4 separate regions of the Sus scrofa genome follow, and all the other regions are linked to region 2. The links are chromatin contacts, called in public promoter capture Hi-C and targeted proximity ligation maps. All regions are on one chromosome and are shown on one strand. The core of a region is the stretch at or near the end of the contact, and the rest is flanking DNA. Distances in the headings are between cores, read along the strand shown.

What was found. Promoter capture Hi-C pulls out the DNA fragments that hold promoters and counts their contacts.
Region 1: a contact with region 2 is called in a targeted proximity ligation map of alveolar macrophages. A contact is called at or near these places in 2 of 5 promoter capture datasets (fetal liver and liver), 7 of 47 Hi-C or Micro-C datasets (heart right ventricle, liver, mesenteric adipose tissue and 3 more) and 2 of 2 datasets of targeted methods (alveolar macrophages and skeletal muscle).
Region 3: a targeted proximity ligation map of alveolar macrophages shows a contact between it and region 2. A contact is called at or near these places in 4 of 47 Hi-C or Micro-C datasets (epiblast stem cells, heart right ventricle, liver and 1 more) and 2 of 2 datasets of targeted methods (alveolar macrophages and skeletal muscle).
Region 4: a contact with region 2 is called in a promoter capture Hi-C map of liver, with 8 times the contacts expected there. A contact is called at or near these places in 3 of 5 promoter capture datasets (fetal liver, fetal skeletal muscle and liver), 20 of 47 Hi-C or Micro-C datasets (adipose tissue, alveolar macrophages, brain and 10 more) and 2 of 2 datasets of targeted methods (alveolar macrophages and skeletal muscle).

The regions. Positions count from the first base shown.
Region 1 is chr3:68,640,748-68,644,063 of Sscrofa11.1, reverse strand. DCTN1 (dynactin subunit 1) reads right to left here and starts at 1,502. Exons shown (of 28, transcript XM_021087359.1): 1 at 566-1,502. It overlaps LOC100737572 (a long non-coding RNA gene), which reads left to right. Exons shown (of 3, transcript XR_135162.4): 2 at 237-373; 3 at 3,262-3,316.
Region 2 is chr3:68,562,051-68,565,316 of Sscrofa11.1, reverse strand. CCDC142 (coiled-coil domain-containing protein 142) reads right to left here and starts at 1,844. Exons shown (of 11, transcript XM_021087333.1): 1 at 299-1,844. The coding sequence starts at 1,373. TTC31 (tetratricopeptide repeat protein 31) reads left to right here. Exons shown (of 13, transcript XM_021087337.1): 3 at 678-1,673. The coding sequence starts at 1,634.
Region 3 is chr3:68,480,860-68,484,421 of Sscrofa11.1, reverse strand. All of the region lies in intron 7 of M1AP (meiosis 1 arrest protein), which reads right to left. Among named protein-coding and RNA genes, the nearest start is that of DOK1, 15 kb to the left of the region's middle.
Region 4 is chr3:68,458,504-68,461,917 of Sscrofa11.1, reverse strand. The region is part of intron 4 of M1AP (meiosis 1 arrest protein); the gene reads right to left. Among named protein-coding and RNA genes, the nearest start is that of DOK1, 37 kb to the left of the region's middle.

The sequences.
Region 1 (3,316 bases), core at 253-2,752, 79 kb before region 2:
GAGAGTAAGTTTCTAAGCCATTGCCTCTTTAAAAACAGCGGAGTTTCTCATCTGCATGATTTAGCCGTGGGGATGCGCAAGATGACTGTTCTAGGGTCATCCTGCCAGTTAGGGCGGGCCCCAGAAATGAGAGACACAGACACACCAAACGCATGTCCAGACCCCCATGCTTGGGGCCTCTATTTTTTTTTTTTTTCTTTCTGTTTAACACAACTTCTCAACCGTGTGCCCCTCAGGAAACCTGTAGCTCCGAATGGGTTCAGGGGTGCCTCGGGCGCTCCCAGGAAAGGAGGTGAACCCTTACAGTTCTGGAGGAATTCGGAGGCGCAATCACTCGGACCCCGGGAGAATACCGCCAGGCTGAAGAGCTCAGGTGGGTCGGACCGGCCCAAACCCGAGTGAGCACCCACCCCACCCCCGGCCCCGGCCCACCCCCGCCGTCCCCCGCCCCGCACACTGGGCTCCCGACTGTGCCCTAGGCGAGCGCCGAGGCCCCAGAGCACCGCCAAGAGCCTCGCCAACACCGTGGGGGAGGAGGCGGTTCCCAGGGTCGCCGCCTCCGTACCTGTCCTGTCAGGGGCTCCGCGCCCGGCTCCGGGCCCCACCGGCGACCGACGCCCAAGCCCTAGCTGGGCCCGCCTATCCCGCATCGGCTGCCCGCAGCGCCGCCCGATCCCTGCGGGCGCACCCCAGTCCCCCTCGCCGCTGAGGCCCTGAGGCGTTCTGGGTCGGGGGAACACGTTACTCTTCCCCGAAGACCACCCGCATTTAAAAACAGCGCGCTGAGCGCGGCCGAGGAGACTTCGATCAGGCACAAAGCTGGACACCTGGAGAGAAATAGGCGCGTGCGCACTGCGCGTGGGAAGGCGATTAGGACCACAGGAGAGAGGCCAGCGGCGGCCAGCGCCCTCTCCCGGCAGAGGGGAGGCAAAGGACTCCTTTGCGTTGAGCATGTGTGTTCCCCAGAGGGTCGCTGCTCTCTTGAGTGCGAAGCCGCTAACGAAAACAGTATCGATAAACCGTATTTCGCCAAGTAGTTGCGGGAGAGAATAAATTTTGCTGTTGTTCAGTATTATCCATCATATGGGGATTCAGGCATTCTAAGACCTTATGATGAAAATATAAAATAATGCAAATGTACATAATAGAATTTTGGCTTTTTTTTTTTAATTTAAAGAAAGAAAACGTTAGAAAGTATAAAGTCCTCGGGAGTTCCCTTGGTGGCTCCGCGGTAACAAACCTGACTAGTAGCCTTGAGGATGAGGGCTGGATCCCTGGCCTCGCTCAGTGGGTTGGGGATCCCTCACTGCCCTGAGCTGTGGTGTGGGTAGCAGCAGGGGCTCGGATCCTGTGTTCCTGCGGCTGGGCTGTGGCGTGCGTGGGCTGTCTGTTACAGCTCCAGTTGGACCTCTAGCCTGGGAACTTCAATTTGCCGCGGGTGCGCCCCTTGAAAAAAAAAAAAAAGGTACAAATTCTTTGGCCCACTGCACCTGTTTCTAACAATGGGGGAAAAAAAACAAAAACAAAAACAAAAAACCTAGAACAAGTGTTCCAAGATGTCTGCACAAGGATGTTGGGAGAGCCGGAATTTACTAGACAATGGGTTCCATTTCGGTTTACTGACTACGGGAGATTTTTGGCTTAGTTACTTAACCCCTCCCAGCCTCTGTTTCCTCTTTCATAAAATGAGAATGTTAATGATAGAATCTACATTAGGAAGATTGTGAATCCATGTATAGAGTCTGAATTTTAACTAGTGTAATGTATGTTTATCTCAGTTAATCTCAGATTGAAAAACAACCTGAGGAGTTCCCTTGTGGTGCAGTGGGTTAAGTATCCAGCGCTGTCACTGCAGTGGCCTGGGTGGTTCCATCCCTGACCCAGGAACTTCTACATGCCCTAGCCAACAAATAAATAAATAAATTTGAAGGCTTTTAAATTCACTGTATACATATATTTTGTTAATTGTGCTAATATCCGTAACATAAAATTTACATTTTAAGTGTACAGTTCAGGGCACTAAGCACATTTACATTATCGTGCAGCCATCGATCGCCATTATCCATCTCCAGAATTTTCTCATCTTTCCAAACTGAAACTCGGTATCCATTAAACACTAACTCTCTTTTCTCCCCTAACCCTAGGCCCCAGTAACAAGCATTCTACTTTCTGTCTCTACGAATTTGACTATTATAAGTACCTCATATAAATAGAATCATACACTTCTCTCTGGCTCATTAAGGATTGGCATTGTCACTGCAGAGGCTTTGCATTGCTGCTGTGGCATGGGTTCCATCACTGGCTCAGGGATTTTGTCATGTGAGCACAGCCAAAAAAAAAAATAATAATAAAATCATGCAATATTTGTCCTTTTGTGTCTGGCTTATATCTTCAAAATTAATTCATGTTGAAGTACTATGTTTTCTTTATCCAATATATATGTTTTATTTATACCAATATACCATTTTATTTATCCATTCACCCATCAATGACCATTTGGGTTGCTTCTAGCTTTTGGCTATCACAAATAAGCACATTTTTAAAAACATAAATACATGTCCCATTCATCCTATTCCCAAGATCCCTACCCAAAGCTATCTGATTTTTGTTTGCAGTTCCAAAGTCAGTCTCTAAAAACTTAAGCATTTTAGATGCAAAGAGCAGCTTTCTATACACACTGTTCCAAATCTTGTTTGTTCAATTGACATATAGTTGCTTTACAATGTTATGTTAGTTTCTGGTATACAGCAAAGTGATTCAGACATATAGATATACATCAATACATCTCTATCTCTATATAGATATATCTAGATATATATACATTCGATATATCTATATATAGATAAATAAATTTTCAGATTCCTTTCCATTATAGGTTATTACAACCTATTGAATATAATTCCCCTGTGCTGAATTTGTTTTTATCTCCACTGGACAATACATCTTGGAGACTGTCTATATTAGTACATATTGATCTGCCTTGAAACTTTTGTAACATATATTTTCAATTTGAGCTGGAGCCATCCCTCTGAGTGCTTTAACAACCTTTAATGAATTAATGAATATGCTGAGCTTTCAAGTGAGGATGAAACTTGGGTAGAATCCGGGTAGTGATACAGGAAAGACACATGAAAAGGGTCCCACTGACTCTAAAGGACAGGATGTGCAAACAGGAAACACGATGTTTCTTTTATACTGAATTAGTCTGAGTGGTCTTCAAAGAAAATTAATATTGTCTTTGTCTTATGTATTTTTTCATAGGTGCTAACCTGAGGCCCCTTCTGATGGGGAACCTGAACAGGACCCCAAGGACCCC
Region 2 (3,266 bases), core at 595-3,094:
TATGACTCTGGAGCCTGAAAACAAGGCCTCTCTTTTCCACAATCACTGCCCACTCAATGATGGGGGAAGAGAGGAGGCTTCTCCCAAGACTGGAAGTTGCCATGGAAAGCAAGACTGCTTTGAAACCCCAGAAGCAATGGCCTGAACACCCCCCACACACACCAGGGGGAGGAGAGATGGAGTGGGGGATGTTCATTCTAATGGGCTTGTTTTGGTTGTTAGGCGTCAGGTGAGTGAAGTGAATAAAGAAGAAAGAGACCCCAGCCTTCCCAAACGCCCACCCGGACCCATCACTCACCCCGACCGAGTGCCTGCCTCAGCTGTTGTGCCACTGCCCTGGGGTCCCTCCAGGGTCCTAGACATAGGTCCAGACTCTGAGCACAGGCTGCCCACAGAAAAGTCCAGTACTGGCTCCACAGGGCTCCAGCCCCTCCAAGCCCCAGTCCACTGCTGGCTGAGCCTGCCACGCCCCCCATCAGGCCCAGTAGACCTGGCAGCAGCTCCCGCTCCTCATGGCACCGCCTCCGGAGCTGGTCCTCCAAGCCAGATCCCTTGAGCGCCTCATCTAGCCATCCTGCCACCTGGCAACCCCGTTCCCCCGTCAGGAGGCGGAGCACACGGGCGGGGGGGAAAGGGCGCGCTGCCCCGGGAACGTGGCTCAAGGCTTTTCCCTGCAGGTGGTGGTAGGCGGGAAGTGCCAGCAGCAGGTCGGCGAGTTGGGACGATAAGCCTCGGCTGGCAGGCGCCCGGCCCAGAGCCCGAAGCTGCATCTCGATGGTAGCATCCAGGCGCTGGGCTGCTAGTCCGACGAGGCGCGCCAGGAGTTGCGACGCGGGGGTCTCCCGAAGGCTGCTTCTCAGGACAGCCCCTCCAGAAGGGTGCGGCAACACGTCCCGGCACAGCTGAGGCAAGCGACCGGGGCCAGGGGATGGAGCGCCGGGACTCAGGATCCTCAGGAGGCGCACGGCAGCCTGTAGGTGGCGGGCGCAGTCCCGGGCTTGGAGGAGCTGTTCCCGCTCGCGGTGCAGCCGCAGCAACACCGCCCGGCGACGCTGCAGCGCAGGAGGGATCGGGACGCCAGCTGCCAGCTCCTGCCCCCAGTCCGCGGCGCCAGCATCGCTGTGCTCTCCTGCGTCCTCCCGCGTTGGCGCTGCCCACCACGGCTGCCCTCCCGGAGCTACGGTGGGTCGTGGGTCTAGGCAGGGGATGCTCCCGGCAACGGGCAACTCGGGCCAGCCACAAACGTCCCCGCGGAGAACTCCCGCCCGCTTTTTCTGCCACTGCTCCTCCCCAACGCCCCGAGACTGCGCCCCCAACGGTGGCACGTTAGCTAGCGGAGGCAGAAGGCCACCAGCTCGAGACGCCTGGGCCATGAGACGCCGTGTCCGGAACGAACCGAACGATTCCCACCTTCCCTCATTACCCAACGCCCGCGGCAGCCGCGGCTCCGCCCGGTCCCCAGAGCCGTCATCCCTGGCCCGGCAGCCGCCGGGACCGTAATGGACTCTCTCGCGCTCCGTAATCGGAGGCTTCTGCCCCCAACAAAGATGGCCGCCCACCCCGTCCTACTCCGCCCTTCGGAGGGTGTCAAATACCAGACTATCTTTCACTTTCGGGTCACTGTTGACGGGCGATGGCGCCGATTCCGAAGACTGTGGGGCTGACCAAGCTAGGTAAGCGGGTGAGACCAGATGAGAGGGGGTCCAGGAGGGCTGGGGCAGCCCTAGTTGGATCTATTTTCAGTTACGATTTTGTGCTTCACGCGGTAGGCAAAGGGCTTGGGCCCACCTACCCGGAGGCCCCCTAACGCGCCGCCGCCTTCCTTTCCTATAGACTGTCCTCTGCGGCCTGGCTGTCCGCTAGGGGTCGCTGATGTCCCCAAACTCTGCAAAGAATTCGGTCCTGAAGACTACGGCGACGAGGTAAAAAGGATTCCTAGCTCCCCACCGCCGCCACCACCACCACCCAGCCCTAATCATCACGATCACGCCTCTATTCTACCTTCCGAGCTGAGCCCCACCCCGGCGCCCCGAAGGGCTACTAGCCCCGGGACTTTGGAGAGGCGTAACGGTGGGAACAAGGTCAAGCAGCAGTATGCAAGAGGAGGGGCGGGGAACCAGGGGCGACTCAGCGTTGATAAATGCTTAAAATGGGCAGGGTCGGGCAGAAGAGGGTCTGTAAGTTGAGTGGGAGTGGGTAGTAATTACTTGGGGAAAGATATTAAGAACAGAGGGGGCAGTGTGAGCAAAGAGACTAAGGCAAGGAAAAGGTAAGAGAACTTCACTGAAGTTTGACTTTAGTTATGGCTTTGGTTGGAACCCTAAGAGATGAGGTGAGAAAGAAGGCAGCATTTGGCTTGTCTGGTACTCTGGTTTGGATGTCCTCAAGCAGGGGCTGGATTCTTGAGGGAGGGACAGGATCAGATTTGGGAGCGCTGAGAAGCTATACTTCCTTCTGCTTCCTGGTTGTTTCTGAAACCAAACTCAGCAAGCCCAGAAGGTAATTCATCATCTTTGCACATTAGTTGCTTTCCCTCTCATCTTAATCTTGGTTAATAACACAAACTTCCATCCAGTTGCTTAATCCTGAAATCTGAAAATCATTCTTCCATTACCTTACCAGTGAAGTCAGTCACTAAAATCTACTTCTGAAATCTATTGAATCAAACCCATTATGTTCATTTCTCCTTCTGCTGCTACTGCCTCAGTTCAGTAACTCACTTTTTCTGGCCTGAACAGTTCTAAACGGCCTGCTAACTAAATATTTCATGCCTAGACTCATCTCTTTCCCCGGTACTGTTTCATTGGAGCATTTTACTCCTTAGATCAGATCCACTTCTCTCACTAACAGGGCAAAGTCCAAACTCACTAGATCACACAGGTACACATGTTCTTCAAGCACAGCTCCTGGCTGCATCTCTGATACAACAGCTTCCTCACCCATATCTTTGCCTTTGCTCATTCAGCATACATACACGTGTTGAGCATCAGCTATGTGCTGAAAGCTGTTTTAGGCACTGGGAGGAAAACAGTAAGCCAAACAGACAAAAATCCTTCTATTCAGAGAATTAGAAGTGTCTAGTGAGGGTAACTGGTCAACAAATAAACACCACAGTATACTGATATGAGAAATGCCAAGCAAAACCAAGCAAGAGGATAGGAAGCCCTGAGAGGAATTGAGAGGTTTTTCTTTTCTTTTCTTTTTCTCTTTTTTTTTTTTTTTTTTCTTTTTTTTGGCTGCTCCATGGCATACGGATTTCCTGGGCT
Region 3 (3,562 bases), core at 417-2,916, 81 kb after region 2:
GGCTATCAAGGGAAGTCATTAGAGACTCAGGGCCCAACATTTTTGGGGGCTGGTCACATAGGCACCCTGTATCTAGCACATACCAAAATTTTAGACTTCCAGAAGGAGAGCAGATGTCAGCATATATTTTTGTACAGTTTAGGCACAGTGAGGCACTCTTATTATGTAGGGGATGTGGGAATACTCCCTAAATGCAGGTTCCCAGAGGCAAGCCAAGGGTCAATCTTTCAAGCAGGACTTTCTAAGGAAAGGAATCTCAGGCCTGCAATATTAACTTTTTTTTTTTTTGCACAATCTATAACAAGTATTAGTAATCAGAAAATTTTCCACACAAAAAGTCAAGGCCCAGATGGCTTCACTGGCGAATTCTACCAAGCCTTTAAAGAAATAACATTAATCCTTCAGAAATTCTTCCAAAAAAAAAAAAAAAAACCCAGAAGATGGAACACTTAGCAACTCATCTAAGAGGTCAGTATTATCCTGATACTAAAAACAAAGACATCATGAGAAAATGATAGACCAATATCCCTTATGAGTGTAGATGTAAAAATCCTCAACAGCATACCAGCCAACCAGGTCTAACAACATATAAAAAGGTTTATACACTACAAGTGGAATTTATTTTAGGAATACAAGGTTGGCCTAATATCCAAAAATCAAACAGTGTCATACAGCATGTTAATAGAATAAATGACAAAACTACATATTCATCTCAGTAGATGAAGAAAAAGTATAAGATAAAATTCATGATAAAAACATTCCACAAACTAGGATTAGAATAGAATTTCTTCAAGCTAACAAAACCTCTACAAAAAAAACCCTACAGTTAACATCATAGTGGTGAAAAATGGGTTCCTTGACCCTAACATTAGGAGCAAGACAAAGATACCTGCCCTTGTCACTTCTATTTAACAATGTACTGGAGGTGCATTCAAGGTCACGAGGTTGCTTCCCACATTTTCTGGACCATTAGCCCCCCTAGGATTCTGAGTATGACCGGAAGGAGGGGGAGAGACACTCATAAAGAGATTGACTGGGTCAACAGCCTAGCACTTGGGGACTAATATTTTTAACATTTTATTTAGAAAAATATAATAATGTGACCCTTCTCACATCAGAGAGCTAAGGTGCATGTCATACCATTTCATTTCTCAGTTCTGTGAAGGTCAAAATAGATGTGCAATAGGTACATGGGTGAGGAAGGGACAAAAAGGATGAATGGGGCAGGCTGTGGTAGGGGCACGAAGGACTTCATAGGGCAGGTATTTAAACAGAATTTGGAAAAAAAGCTTAAAAATCTGTCAGGTGGATGGAGGCAAGGGGAAGGGAGCAACATGAAAAAGGGTGTGGAGGTGTGAAACTGTTTAGCGTATTTGGAGAACATTTAGTAATTTATTAGCGTGGCTAGAGTGGAGGATAGAAAAGGGATGTGGTGAAAGATGCAGCAAGAGAAACAAACAAGGCTAGGTCACAAAAAGCCCCCTGATGCTGTGCTATCCTGTTGTCCCAGCCCCTGTATGGATCCTCTGCAGGCTGTACACGCCAAGTACATTCTAATCCCTTTTTTTTTTTTTTTTTTTTTCAAATGGCTCCTGACCTGCCATCACCCCACTCCCAGCTTGGATTCTTGCTGTTGACTCTCCGCCTAGTATAACCAAGGACTTTCCATTTCCCCACCCATTTACAGCCCAACGAGGGCATTGCCTATGTACCTAGACTCCTGCTGGACACATCTTGGCTTGAGTTCTCTCACTTCTGTGGCCAATTAGAGCAGACATGGCCTGTAAAGCTCTGGAATGTGTCTCCAGAAACTCTGACATTTTAAATAGGAAACTGAAAGATGTAGGTGGTATTTTAATTTCTTTTTCTAGCTCACACAGACATGACTTTGTAAGAGAAATGAGGATGTGGAAAATGAGTCACCAGATATATTACTAGGACTCTGCAGTAGGATTTGGTAATTGAAATGTTATTCTGGTGATGAATAAATTCATCTAATAAATACTTGGAAAAAAATATGATTCCCTGCCACATTCCACGAAGTAGTTATCCAAGTTTAGAAAAAGGCGACAACAAAAAATGTATGAAATAAACAGCTAGAGGGATTGGGCAAAGGAAAAATAAGGGCAGGGCAATAATAGAGCCAGGATTAGATGAGATCATAAAAATGCGATACAGTCACTGGAGCCCCAGAACTTTTCCAGATATAAAGTCTGGGAAAAGCTATCTTGTGGATCTTTATTGATCAGTGAATGTATGTCAGAGAACTGTGCTATCCTGCTGTCCCAGCCCCTGGGACAATCAATACGACTGGGAATTTCATATGGCTATAGAGTGGTTAAGAGTTGCTCCTAGAGTCAAACTTTGTGGGTTAAATATTGACTCTACTATCACTGTGTGATCCTGGGAAAGATCTTAACTTCTCTGGGCCTCATTTTCCTCATCTGTAAAACAGGGATAACAATTCTCACCTCATGGGATGGTTATGGAAATAATATAAATTAATATTAGTGGAATGTTTAGAACTGTTTCAGGAACACAGTAAGCACCAGGAAGTGCTTTTTGTTTTTTTTTAAGGGTTGCACCCATGGCATATGGAAATTTCCAGGCTAGGGGTTAAATTGGAGCTGTAGCTGCCAGCCACAGCCACAGCAACGTGGGATTCGAGCTGCGTGTGTGACCTACACCACAGCTCTGGCAATGCCAGAACCTTAACCCACTGAGCGAGGCCAGGGATCGAACCTGCAACCTCATAAATCCTAGTCAGGTTCGTTAACTGCAGAGCCATGAAGGGAACTCCTATTTTTTTTTAATTTAGTCATTATTAGATAATGTTTATTAACTTTTGTTAAATTAAAAATAATAATTCTTAGATATAAGTCTCTAAAAGCTCTGAAAAATGCAGTTAAAACACAGGGCTCTCTTGTGATCTGGATTGACTTAAAAGTGAAATTTATGGGACTGTGTGGATGGCACATATCTTTCAGGAGAGACTGGGAGAATGGGATATCAAGAGCCTTGCCTATCTGCTGTAGTGCTTTTATTCTGAGGAAAAGGAACTAAAATACTCAGATAAAACAAAATAATCTGTGAGGAGGACATAAAGATAGAACATTCAATTCTCAAGTAAAAAAAATCAGGGAATGGAATGACATTTAAGGCTGTAGTTGTTTAAAATTCATTTTGAGATTTCCCTTCCTGGCTCAGCAGTTAATGACCCTGACTTGGATTCACAAGGATGAGGGTTCGATCCCTGGCCTCACTCAGTCAGTTAAGGATCTGGCATCGTGTAGGTTGCAGATGCAGCTGGGATCCCATATTGCTGTGGCTGTGGCTATGGCTGGCAGCTACAGATGTGATTTGACCCCTAGCCTGGGAACTTCCATATGCTGAGGGTGTGGCCCGAAAAAGAAAAAAAATTCATTTTGAGAAGTTACACAACATTTACAGTTGATGAGGCCTGGTGGGGGGGGCAGCTGTCGCTAATGACTAGCATTTAATTATGGCAGTGTGGACTTTGTTCAGAAGAACCACTCTAAAAGAAGGGGAGGAAGAAGAGACA
Region 4 (3,414 bases), core at 563-3,062, 100 kb after region 2:
TATTGTTGTATATATATCTATGTATGTACGTGCATGTATACACACACACTCACACACACCCCACCTCTTTTTTATCTATTCATCTGTTAATGGGCACTTAGGTTTCTTCCATATATTGACGGCTGTAAATAATGCTACAATGAACACAGGGGTGCATATATTTTTATTTTTTAATTTAGAAAAATTTTTATTAAAGCATAGTTGATTTACAACGTTGTGCCTATCTTTTTAAAGCAGTGTTTTTGTCTTCTTCGAACAAACACCCAGGAATAGAGTTGCTAGATCATGTGATAGCTCTAATTTTTAATTTTTTTGAGGAACTTCCATATTGTTCTCCATTGTGGCTGCAGCAATTTACATCCCAGCAACAGAGCCCAAGGGTTTCCTTTTCTCCACATCCTTGCTGACACTTATGAGTGGTCCTTTTGATAGTAGCCTTTCTGACAGGTGTGAAGTGATCGTGGTTTTGATTCGCATTTCCCAGATGATCAGTGATGTTAAAGATGAGAGCCTCTTTTCATATGTTGACTCTTTGTATGTTTCTTCGGAAAAACGTCTATTTAGGCCCTCTGCCTATTTTTAATGGTTTCTTTTTTTTATTTTTTTAATATAGGTCCTTGTATAGGTCCTTTGGCTATTTTGGATATTACCCCCCTTTCAGATATATCGTCTGAAAATCACTTGCAAATATCTTCTCCTGTTCAGTAGCCTGCCTTTTCATTTTGACAGTTTCCTTCACTGTGCAAAAGCTTTTCAGTTTGATGTAGTTTCATTTGTTTATTTTTGCTTTTGCTTCCCTTGACTGAGGAGACCTATTCAAAAAAAATATTGCTAAAACTGATGTCAAAGAGCGCACTATGTTTTTCTCCTAGAAGTTTTATGGTTTCGGGTCTTACACTTAAGTCTTTAATCCATTTGGAGTTTATTTTTGTATATAGTGTTCTTTCCAACTTCTTAATCTACAGGTTCTTGGGAGAGCCATGGAGCAGAGCTCCTTCCTTTGCAAAAGTTCTCAAGCAATCGCCGTAGAGGTGTTGTGCTTCAGATTTGAGTCATCTGTTTTTGCAGGGACCTTCTCAAGGACAGTCACATTACCCAAGCTAAAGACTAGTGTGTAAACTGAAACACTTTTTTTTTTTTGTTTGTTTGTTTTTTAGGGCTTCACCCGCAGCATATTGAGGTTCCCAGACTAGGGGTCGAGTCGGAGCTGCTACAGCTGCCAGCCTACACCACAGCCACAGCAGTGCCAGATCTGAGCCGCATCTTCCGTCTACCCCACAGCTCATGGCAACACCGGATCCTTAACCCACTGAGTGAGGCCAGGGATGGAACCCGCAACCTCATGGGTCCTAGTCGGATTCGTTTCCGCTGGGCCACGATAGGAACTCCTAAACTGGAACACTTTGAAGGGAGAACTTCTTTTCCATTTTCTCTGTCACTGGTCCAGGCATTCATTTCCTTGTGCCTGGATCACGGCAGTAGCGTCTCAGCTATTTCATCAAACTCCATCCCTTCCTCTCTGGTACTTCTTACTACCAGCTAATGTTTCTAAAGCATGGTTTCTTCAGATCCTTCCTTTGCTAAAGAGCACATAGTGCCTTCCTGCTGTCAGCTTCTTTACTCCCTTTACTCATCCTGTACCACTTGTTACTATTCATTATTCCTCAGATACCCCCATTCTTCCTGTATTCTGTGATGGCTCAGACACCCTCCTCTTCTCTTCCTGCTGAGACGCTACATCCCCAGCCCCCCGCTCAGTAGCTTGTGCAGAGCTGAGGCTTAGCAAATGCCTGCTGAGTTTAACAACTGCTCCCTCCTCCTCAGCTCTCATTGCTTTTTCCTGAAACTCTTCTGTTTCAACTAAGTTGGTCTCCTTGCCACGTGACTTCCTTCCTTCCTTAATGCTTTTATTACTCTTGTCAATCTACGGCCTGCACCTCCTCCAGAATTCAACTCAGAACTAACTTTGTCCAGGAAGTTATGCTTATTTATTTATATCCTATTTGGCTGTAACCAGCACCCCCTGGATATCTGTGGGCTCCATTTGGGCAATATTAATTTACTTGTTACTTTGTTTCTTCTAAAGGGTTTTCTTTTCCTTAGTTTATGAAAGGTGGTGGAATATAGCAGAAAGACCCAGGGTTTGAATCGCAGCTTGAAAGCTGTTAGCTATGTGACTTTGGGAAAAGTGGGGATAGTATAAAATATTTCATAGTTATAGGAGGCATAAGAAGTTAGGAGTTTTCTTTGCAGCTCAGTGGTTAACGAACCCGACTAGGATCCATGAGGATGGGGCTTTGATCCCTGGTCTCGCTCAGTGGGTTAAGGATCCAGTGTTGCCGAGAACTGTGGTGTAGGTGGCAGACCTGGCTCAGATCCCATGTTGCTGTAGCTGTGGTGTAGGCTGGCAACTGTAGCTCTGCTTTGATCCCTAGCCTGGGAACTTCCATATGCCATGGCTGTGGCCCTAAAAAGCAAAAAAAAAAAAAAAAAAAAAAAAAAAAAAAAAGAAAAGAAAAAAGCAAAAAAAGTAAGATGATACCTGTGTAATCAGTAGGCCCAACAAAAAATGGTATTTTCTTCCTTTTCTCTCGTCAACAAAGTGATTTGCTATTGTAAGAAAAGAATGTGCTTTCCTTTTTTCAAACTCTTTTTTTCCCCCCCATCACTTGTCTTGGTGACTTTCTTCCTATCACAACATGCATAATACCAACTCCGTACTGTGTTCCTCACAAATTTAACTAAATGTGCCAGACCTGAGGCATGGGGAGGAGACTTCTCACTCCTCGGGGGTTGAAGAAGAGCTTCCATGCTGACTGGTGAGCAGGGCAGTCAGTGAGACTGGTCACACTGAGGTTATGAATGAGAAAGGTTATGGGAGTGAAGGCACAGCTCTGAGTGTCTGGGTGTTTATGACAAATGAGAAAGGGCTTGGTCCATTGCAGTTTAGGGGCAGCCAGCATTCCCATTCTGTTTTTGGACCTACTCTGCCCCCTTGTGGCCACAAGCAGTGACATTCACCATTGAGCTCTTTTTTAGGCTTTTCTGGAAGGGCCGCAGTAATGGGAAAGACTAAGAAAGCCGCATGATTGAAAATAAAGTAATGCCTAAGCAATCCTTCTCAGAAGTCAACCCTGAAACAGGGTTACACAATTGGAATATGTTTAAAATGGGAGAATTTGGAGTTTCCGTCGTGGCGCAGCAGAAACCAATCCCACTAGGAACCATGAGGACGTGGGTTCTATCCCTGGCCTCGCTCAGTGGGTCAAGGATCTGCCGTTGCAGTGAGCTGCGACGTAGGTCACAGACATGGCTCAATTCCCAAGTTGCTGTGGCTGTGGTGTAGGCTGGTGGCCACAGCTCCAATTTGACCCCCAGCCTGGGAACCTCCATATGCTGTGGGAGCAGCCTTGA